Linked DNA regions of Rattus norvegicus: region 2 is linked to region 1. A link is a contact called in public Hi-C data. All regions are on one chromosome and are shown on one strand. Each heading gives the region's core, a stretch centred on a gene start, on an enhancer-like site or on the middle of the called end of the contact. The rest is flanking DNA. Distances are from core to core; before and after follow the strand shown. Region 1 holds the start of Kif13b (kinesin family member 13B). Region 2 overlaps Kif13b (kinesin family member 13B).

Region 1 (3,182 bases), core at 421-2,920:
CTTTCACCTGTCACTGGATGACTTGCGGGCCTTAGGAATCCTTTATCTGCATCTTCACAGAGGAGTTGAAAGAGACCTTGAGTCCAAATGGAGACTACCCACAGTTCCTCAGGGTTTTTGTCCTGAATTTCCATGTAAATAAAATTTCAAGGGGTTGGGGATTTAGCTCAGTGGTAGAGCGCTTGCCTAGCAAGCGTAAGGCCCTGGGTTCAGTCCCCAGCTCTGAAAAAAAAGAAAAAAAAATTTCGAATGGAAACTGTATAACCTTTTTTTTTTTTTTTTTTTAAATCTCACTGTCCTTTTTTAAGAAGCCAGAGTGGGGCTGGGCATTGAAAGCTCCCAGCTCACATCTGTAGTCCCAGTAGTTGGGAGGCTGAGGCAGGAGTTTGTAGCCTAGAGTTGGTTCAGTTTTTTTTTTTTTTTTTTTTTTTCCGGAGCTGGGGACCGAACCCAGAGCCTTGCGCTTGCTAGGCAAGCACTCTACCGCTGAGCTAAATCCCCAACGAGTTGGTTCAGTTTATGGCAATCTTTTTATTTTTTTAAAGATTTATTTATTTTATTTATATGTTAGTACATTGTAGTTCTCTTCAGACACTTCAGAAGAGAGCATCCCATTACAGATGGTTGTGAGCCACCATGTGGTTGCTGGGAATTGAACTTAGGACCTCTGGAAGAGCAGTCAGTGCTCTTAACCGCTGAACCATCTCTCCAGCCCCCAGTTTATGGCAATCTTACTCCTTTAGTTGCTGAGTTCTGGGATTACAGTATGTCCAGTGCCATTCACGTCTGACCTAGTGTTTCTAACATAGTAAGGGTCATTAATGCACCCCCAAATCTGACTTTTGTGTTAGCTAAACAGAACATGTTTGCAGGACAGTCTTGGCACACAAACCGCCAACCAGCAGTCTCTAAGGCTGATAAACAGTATTTATAGGTTGATTTCATTGACTCACACGATAAACATACCAGGGGTTTTCACTGCAGGTTGGGTGACACAGGTTTTGAAATTTGCCTAGTTCTTGTCTCCATTTTACACATTAAAAAAGATGAAATTTGAGCCACCAAATAACTTAACCATGATCACAGGTTGGCAAATGAGTGGGATTTGAGTTAAGTTTGTTTCCATAACCCAACGTTATGACTCAGAGAATGCAGAGGCTGTGGTCAAGGTTGAATGCATCTATTTATCCTGAAGGAAAGGTCAGCAAAGAAACAGAGGGGGACAAGTCAGTCGGAGAAAATCATCCAAGGATCGAACCCAGAGGTTTAAAAAAAAAAAAAAAACAAGAGAAGGTTTTCAGATGAAGGGTCAGCTCTTGTTCACGCTGTGTAGAGCGCTTGCCTGACATTCATAAACCCTAATTTTAATCTCTAGAAAACTCTCCAAAGACAAAAAAAAGGAAGATAGGAAGGAAGAAAGAAAAGAAAGAGGAAGAAGTAAAGTAAGAGAAGGAAAGGAAGGGAGAGGGAAGTGCCTGAACGGCAGCACAGTTATTAAAACGGCGACAGATGACTACAAGTTCCAGAGAGCGACGCGCCTATTTTCCCGCCAGCGCCTCGGCCGGCCTTGTGAGAACTTCAAATCCCGGCATGCCCCGGGGCGCACCGGTCCTCGCCCCTCGTCGGTCCCGCCCCCTTTCCCCACAGCCCCCGCCCGCCGGGTTGGCCTCGGAGAGTTTGTCCGGTGGCCGTGGTAAACGGAGGTGCAGTAAGAACCCCGGCGGCAGCACGATGGGCGACTCCAAAGTGAAAGTGGCGGTACGGGTCCGGCCAATGAACCGACGAGGTGAGAACTTGTCCCGGGCCGGGGGCGACAGGTGCCTGTAGTGGTAGAGCCTTGGCGTCCCGGGGGTCTCGGCGGGCTCCCCTCAGCGCGCGTGCGCCCTCGACGGCGCGGTCGGGCCCTCAGCCCTCCGCCCCGCCAGCTGTCACCGAGCTCGGCAGGCCTGGGGCAGCTCCGGCCTCACAGCCTCCTGTACACGCAGCTCTTAGGGCGGACAGCCCTACTTTTCGATTTTCCACGTTCCATTCCTTGAACCTGCACCTTGTTGCTGTTTGCAGAAAAGGAAGGACGTGCCTTCCTAATTCTTTCTGGTTTATGATTATCGAGAGCTAGCTTTCTTTCTTTCTTTTTTTCTTTTTCTTGAAGTGATAGTCATCTCAACAATAAATAGTCTCGGTGCCAAGATTCTTGGGAAATTGTATCTTTCAGACATGCTCTGAAGTCTGTAGGGAGGGTAGAGAAAGTAGATAAACTCAGGACACGTAAATCATCTCTCCAAGTTGGAAGGACTGAAGCCCAACTTGTGTCCGGAGAGTAGCTGGTTTTTGCCTTTGCAGCTTCACCAGAGGGTGACTGTGTAGGATACTTAAAATGAGGTGATGTGTTTGAAAACACTTTATATACAAGTCTTGTTATTGAGGTGCTGCTGGGCTCCCAGGGGATGGAATTGCAGTTAGTTGATTTAGACTACTGACTAGCTAGAATTGTTTTCTAGGGTTTCTAGTTTGTTTTACTGTGTTTAAAGTCAAGTGTGTAGGAAATAGTTTTTCTGTTTCCCTGCCCTTTGGCGTATATATGGAGGTAAACAGGTGGGACAGTTGACAAAAGATTTTTCTGGTTGGTTGTTCTGTGGGAAAGCTGGTTTCTCTGTTTTCTTGGCGTTGGTTTGCCTACCTGAACGTGCTTAAGTCTATGAGGCATGTTTTTCCCTGAAGACTTAACTTTTTAAGCTCTCAGCTAATTGCCTCCTTGCATCCAGGTTATCACAAAACAGAGTGAGTATCTTAGAAGTCCGAAAGTTTTCAACTCTTCCATTTTCGAGTGTCCAGACATCTTTATTTTGGATCACTTCAAGCTCATTGTGATCATTACTGCGATTAAAAAACAAAAGAGAACAGCCAAGTGAAATCCGACTTATCTGGGACTGATTCGGAAAGGATGGGTTCAGCACATTCTTAAAATTTCCTTTTTGCAAAATACTTGGAAATGTCAGTGCTGAAGGAGGCCTCTAGCCAGCCACCACAGCAGGGCTTGGCACAGATAGTTAGAGCCCAACTCTTCCTTGTTTTCTCTCACTGGGAGGAAGCTACTGCCTTTAATTTGCTATGCTTGTAATTCTTAACAGTGGCTGTTACTATGCTCAGAGTTTCGAGACATTCATTGAATGATTTTAGCTATA
Region 2 (3,182 bases), core at 384-2,883, 73 kb after region 1:
CCTGTCTTAAGTAACTAAGTAAATAAATAGATAAATAAGCCAGCCAGCCAGCCCAGTCTCAAAAACAAACAAACAAACAAACAAACAAATAATAGCTAGAGGGGTTGAGGATTTAGCTCAGTGGTAGAATGCTTGCCTAGCAAGCGCAAGGCCCTGGGTTTGGTCCCCAGCTCCGAAAAAAAGAAAAAAAAATAGCTAGAGATCGCTCAGTGGTAGAGCATATATGTAGCATGTATATGTATATGTAGCATGTATGAGCCCCTGGGTTCAATTCCCAGAACTGCCTTCTTCTCCATAAATCATAGCATATACCTTATGTGTTTGGGTGAAGGGGTTAAATTCTTATTTTTTGATTTTATATAATTTGTTTTGGTAATAAGCTTATATTACTTTTACAATTGCATGCATTTTTTTGGCCCTCATATGTCACTCAATAGTATTGTTTCTAATGCTGTGCATGGCACACCTGTAATATAGTACTGTGGAAGCAGAGGCAGGGAGATCACAAAATTGAGGCCATCCTGGGCTACATAATACATGTAAGGCTAGTCTGGGGTACCTGGTAAGATCCTATCTGTGAGTTGAGGGTGTCTAGCTTCTAAACTTCTGTGTGTCAAAGCTGCCATGTGCTTCTGTGTCTGCAGTGAGTAAAGCCCTTTAGTTGGCCCTTGAAAATAGTATGGGCTCTTGTATTCTTGTGGAAAAACAAAATGTAACCTGTAAAAACCTGGGTGCTTGTGATAATGTGGGAAGAGTGGTCATGCTTATTCACAAATAATAAGTAAGTGCCTATGACCTTTTTCCACTTAGGATATAGAGTCTCTGATGTCTGAGGGCAACAAGTCTCGGACAGTTGCTGCAACCAACATGAATGAAGAAAGTAGCCGTTCCCATGCAGTCTTCAAAATTACCCTGACACATACTCTGTATGATGTGAAGTCTGGGGTGAGTAACTTCTGACATGATCACAGTTTAGTCCAGTGGCTCTTAACCTTTCTGATACTGCAAACCTTTAATACAGTTCTTCATGTTGTGGTGACCCCCAACCATAATATTTTTTTTGTTGTTGTTACTTCATAACGGTAATTTTGCTACTGTGATAAATTATAATGTAAATATTTGATGTGATCCCCAAAGAGGTTGTGACCCACAGGTTGAGAATCTCTGGTTTAGCCTGTTTTCTTTGCTAGCTAGACTGAAGGCCTGATCCAGACGTTTGGTCAGGACTCAGGACAGAAGGTCCTGACAAGAACAGAAGCTGCTGTACTGTAGCGCTGTTGGAATACTCCAAGAGGGCTGGGGTCTACAGCAACTCTAGGAGTCATACTTAAAACCACAAGGGACACACAGAACTTTAATCAAGAATAAGAAATTGCTTCTGTCAGCAATTCTCTTAGCACCCGGAAGTTGTAGAATATTCTGGAAAACCTTAGATTTCATGACTTCCCTGATGGCAGAGAAAAGGCCAAGGAAGATGCTTAACTTCTGCTTTCCAGTCTTTAGCAAGAGGGTCTGAAGGAACTTTAGTCATATCCTGCGGCCTGGCTGAAGGGCGTCTTGGACTAAGCATGGTTCCCACCCTCTCCAGCAAGAGGACAGCGAGGCTGAATTACACAAGCCGCTGACCTGGCCCAGCTACAGCAGCTTGCACTTTACACCCCGATGGCTGGTTTCAGCTGAGGCACCTTTGCCGGTACACCTGCTGCTAAACAGCCAGGAGGTCAGGGAGCAACTTGCATTGGGGAAGAGTGCTGTAAAATCATTGAATGTGAAGGGTGCATTTTGAGCATTTGGTTGGACCCTTGAGAAGCTGCCGAGGCCTCTGGCATGTTGAACATTTTGCTAAGTAACTCACGTGCTCGCTCTCCTTGTGAAGATTGATTTCTGGTATCCATCTCTCAGGACCTCAGTCTCAAATATGAGAGGCCAAAGTAACCTGGCAAGCTACTCTATGCTGGCAGGCTTCTTTCTCCTTTGCTGAAAAATCATTTTTCTTCTACATCAAGATCAATGTTAAAAACAAAACGTTCTCTGTCTTTGATTTCCTTTTTAGAGTAAATCAAAGCTAAATAAATACCATACTGAATACTTTCTTTTCTATTATTATTATTATTATTATTATTATTATTATTATTATTTCTTCTTTAATGTATGTGAGTACACTATAGCACTCTTCATGCACACCAGAAGAGGGCAACGGATGCCATTACAGATGATTGTGACCCACCCTGTGGTTGCTGGGAATTGAACTTAGGACCTCTGGAAGAGCAGCCAGTGCTATTAATCGCTGAACTGTCTCTCCATCCCCAACCTTCTTTTTCTTAAATCAGAAGTATTTTTTATTTGGGAAACAGAATATCCCTTTGTAATGTTTATGAAAATCTATAAATGTATTTTTTGCTGTGCTGAGTGCAGAACCCCGGGCCTTCTGCTTGTCAGATAAATATTCTGTCAAGAGCCACTTTCCCAGCCAGATAACACAGATTTTAAAGGGAAGTTTCCACAGTGGTTGAATCCGTAGACTCTGATATCGCTTTCTTGTGGTTCTGTTTTGCTGATGAGGTAAACCATAAAGTATGTCACATTTCTGATCTGGTGAAAGAAAACATCATTGTCAAAAACCATAGCTGATGTTAAAAAGTTAAGCGGATCATTTAAATAAGATGAAAATGTTTAGAAAATATTTTTGACTTCTAGAACAAATTTGTTACACAAAAGTCAGATTGTTTGTTTTTATTTTTAATATTGGCCAAAAATGTAAGTATTTTGTCTCAGGCTAATATTTGTGAAATTTTAAACACAGTTTTAAATCATTAAACTTTTGATCTTATAAGCAATTTTGTTTATATCTCTGAAAATTATATCAATCTCTCCAAAATGTCCCATTTTATAGCATTTTTTCCTGAGGTCATCAACTTCCTTGTTTCTCACTACTGGGTTAGCAAATTGTATAAGTTTTGTGCTAGGTGGTGGTTTTCTGCAGTGTTTAGTACCAGCACAAAATAATTTTGCAGTAATGACAGATAGCTTGAGTTAAGGCCGGAGACAATAAGCCATTTGAGGGAGTCAGCCTGTTTTCAGCGTTCATTAGCTGTTTGCTAGCATGTGTTGATTTTCTCTGCAGACATCTGGAGAGAAAGTGGGCAAGCTGAGCTTAGTGGATTTAGCTGGCAGTGAACGAG

Evidence for each region. Hi-C and Micro-C count contacts between places; a contact is called where the count stands out from the background.
Region 2: a Hi-C map of hepatocytes shows a contact between it and region 1, with 1.8 times the contacts expected there. The contact joins the enhancer-like site here to the promoter of Kif13b in region 1. A contact is called at or near these places in 3 of 12 Hi-C or Micro-C datasets (hepatocytes, kidney and liver).

The regions. Positions count from the first base shown.
Region 1 is chr15:43,082,389-43,085,570 of GRCr8, forward strand. Kif13b (kinesin family member 13B) reads left to right here and starts at 1,671. Exons shown (of 40, transcript NM_001412036.1): 1 at 1,671-1,786. The coding sequence starts at 1,732.
Region 2 is chr15:43,155,423-43,158,604 of GRCr8, forward strand. Kif13b (kinesin family member 13B) reads left to right here. Exons shown (of 40, transcript NM_001412036.1): 8 at 811-945; 9 at 3,125-3,182. Among named protein-coding and RNA genes, the nearest start is that of Kif13b, 73 kb to the left of the region's middle. Within about 2 kb of position 1,634, at least 26 of the 93 cell types and tissues checked have an H3K27ac peak or open chromatin away from gene starts, as enhancers often do. A contact at or near this core is called in hepatocytes and liver, where this site is marked.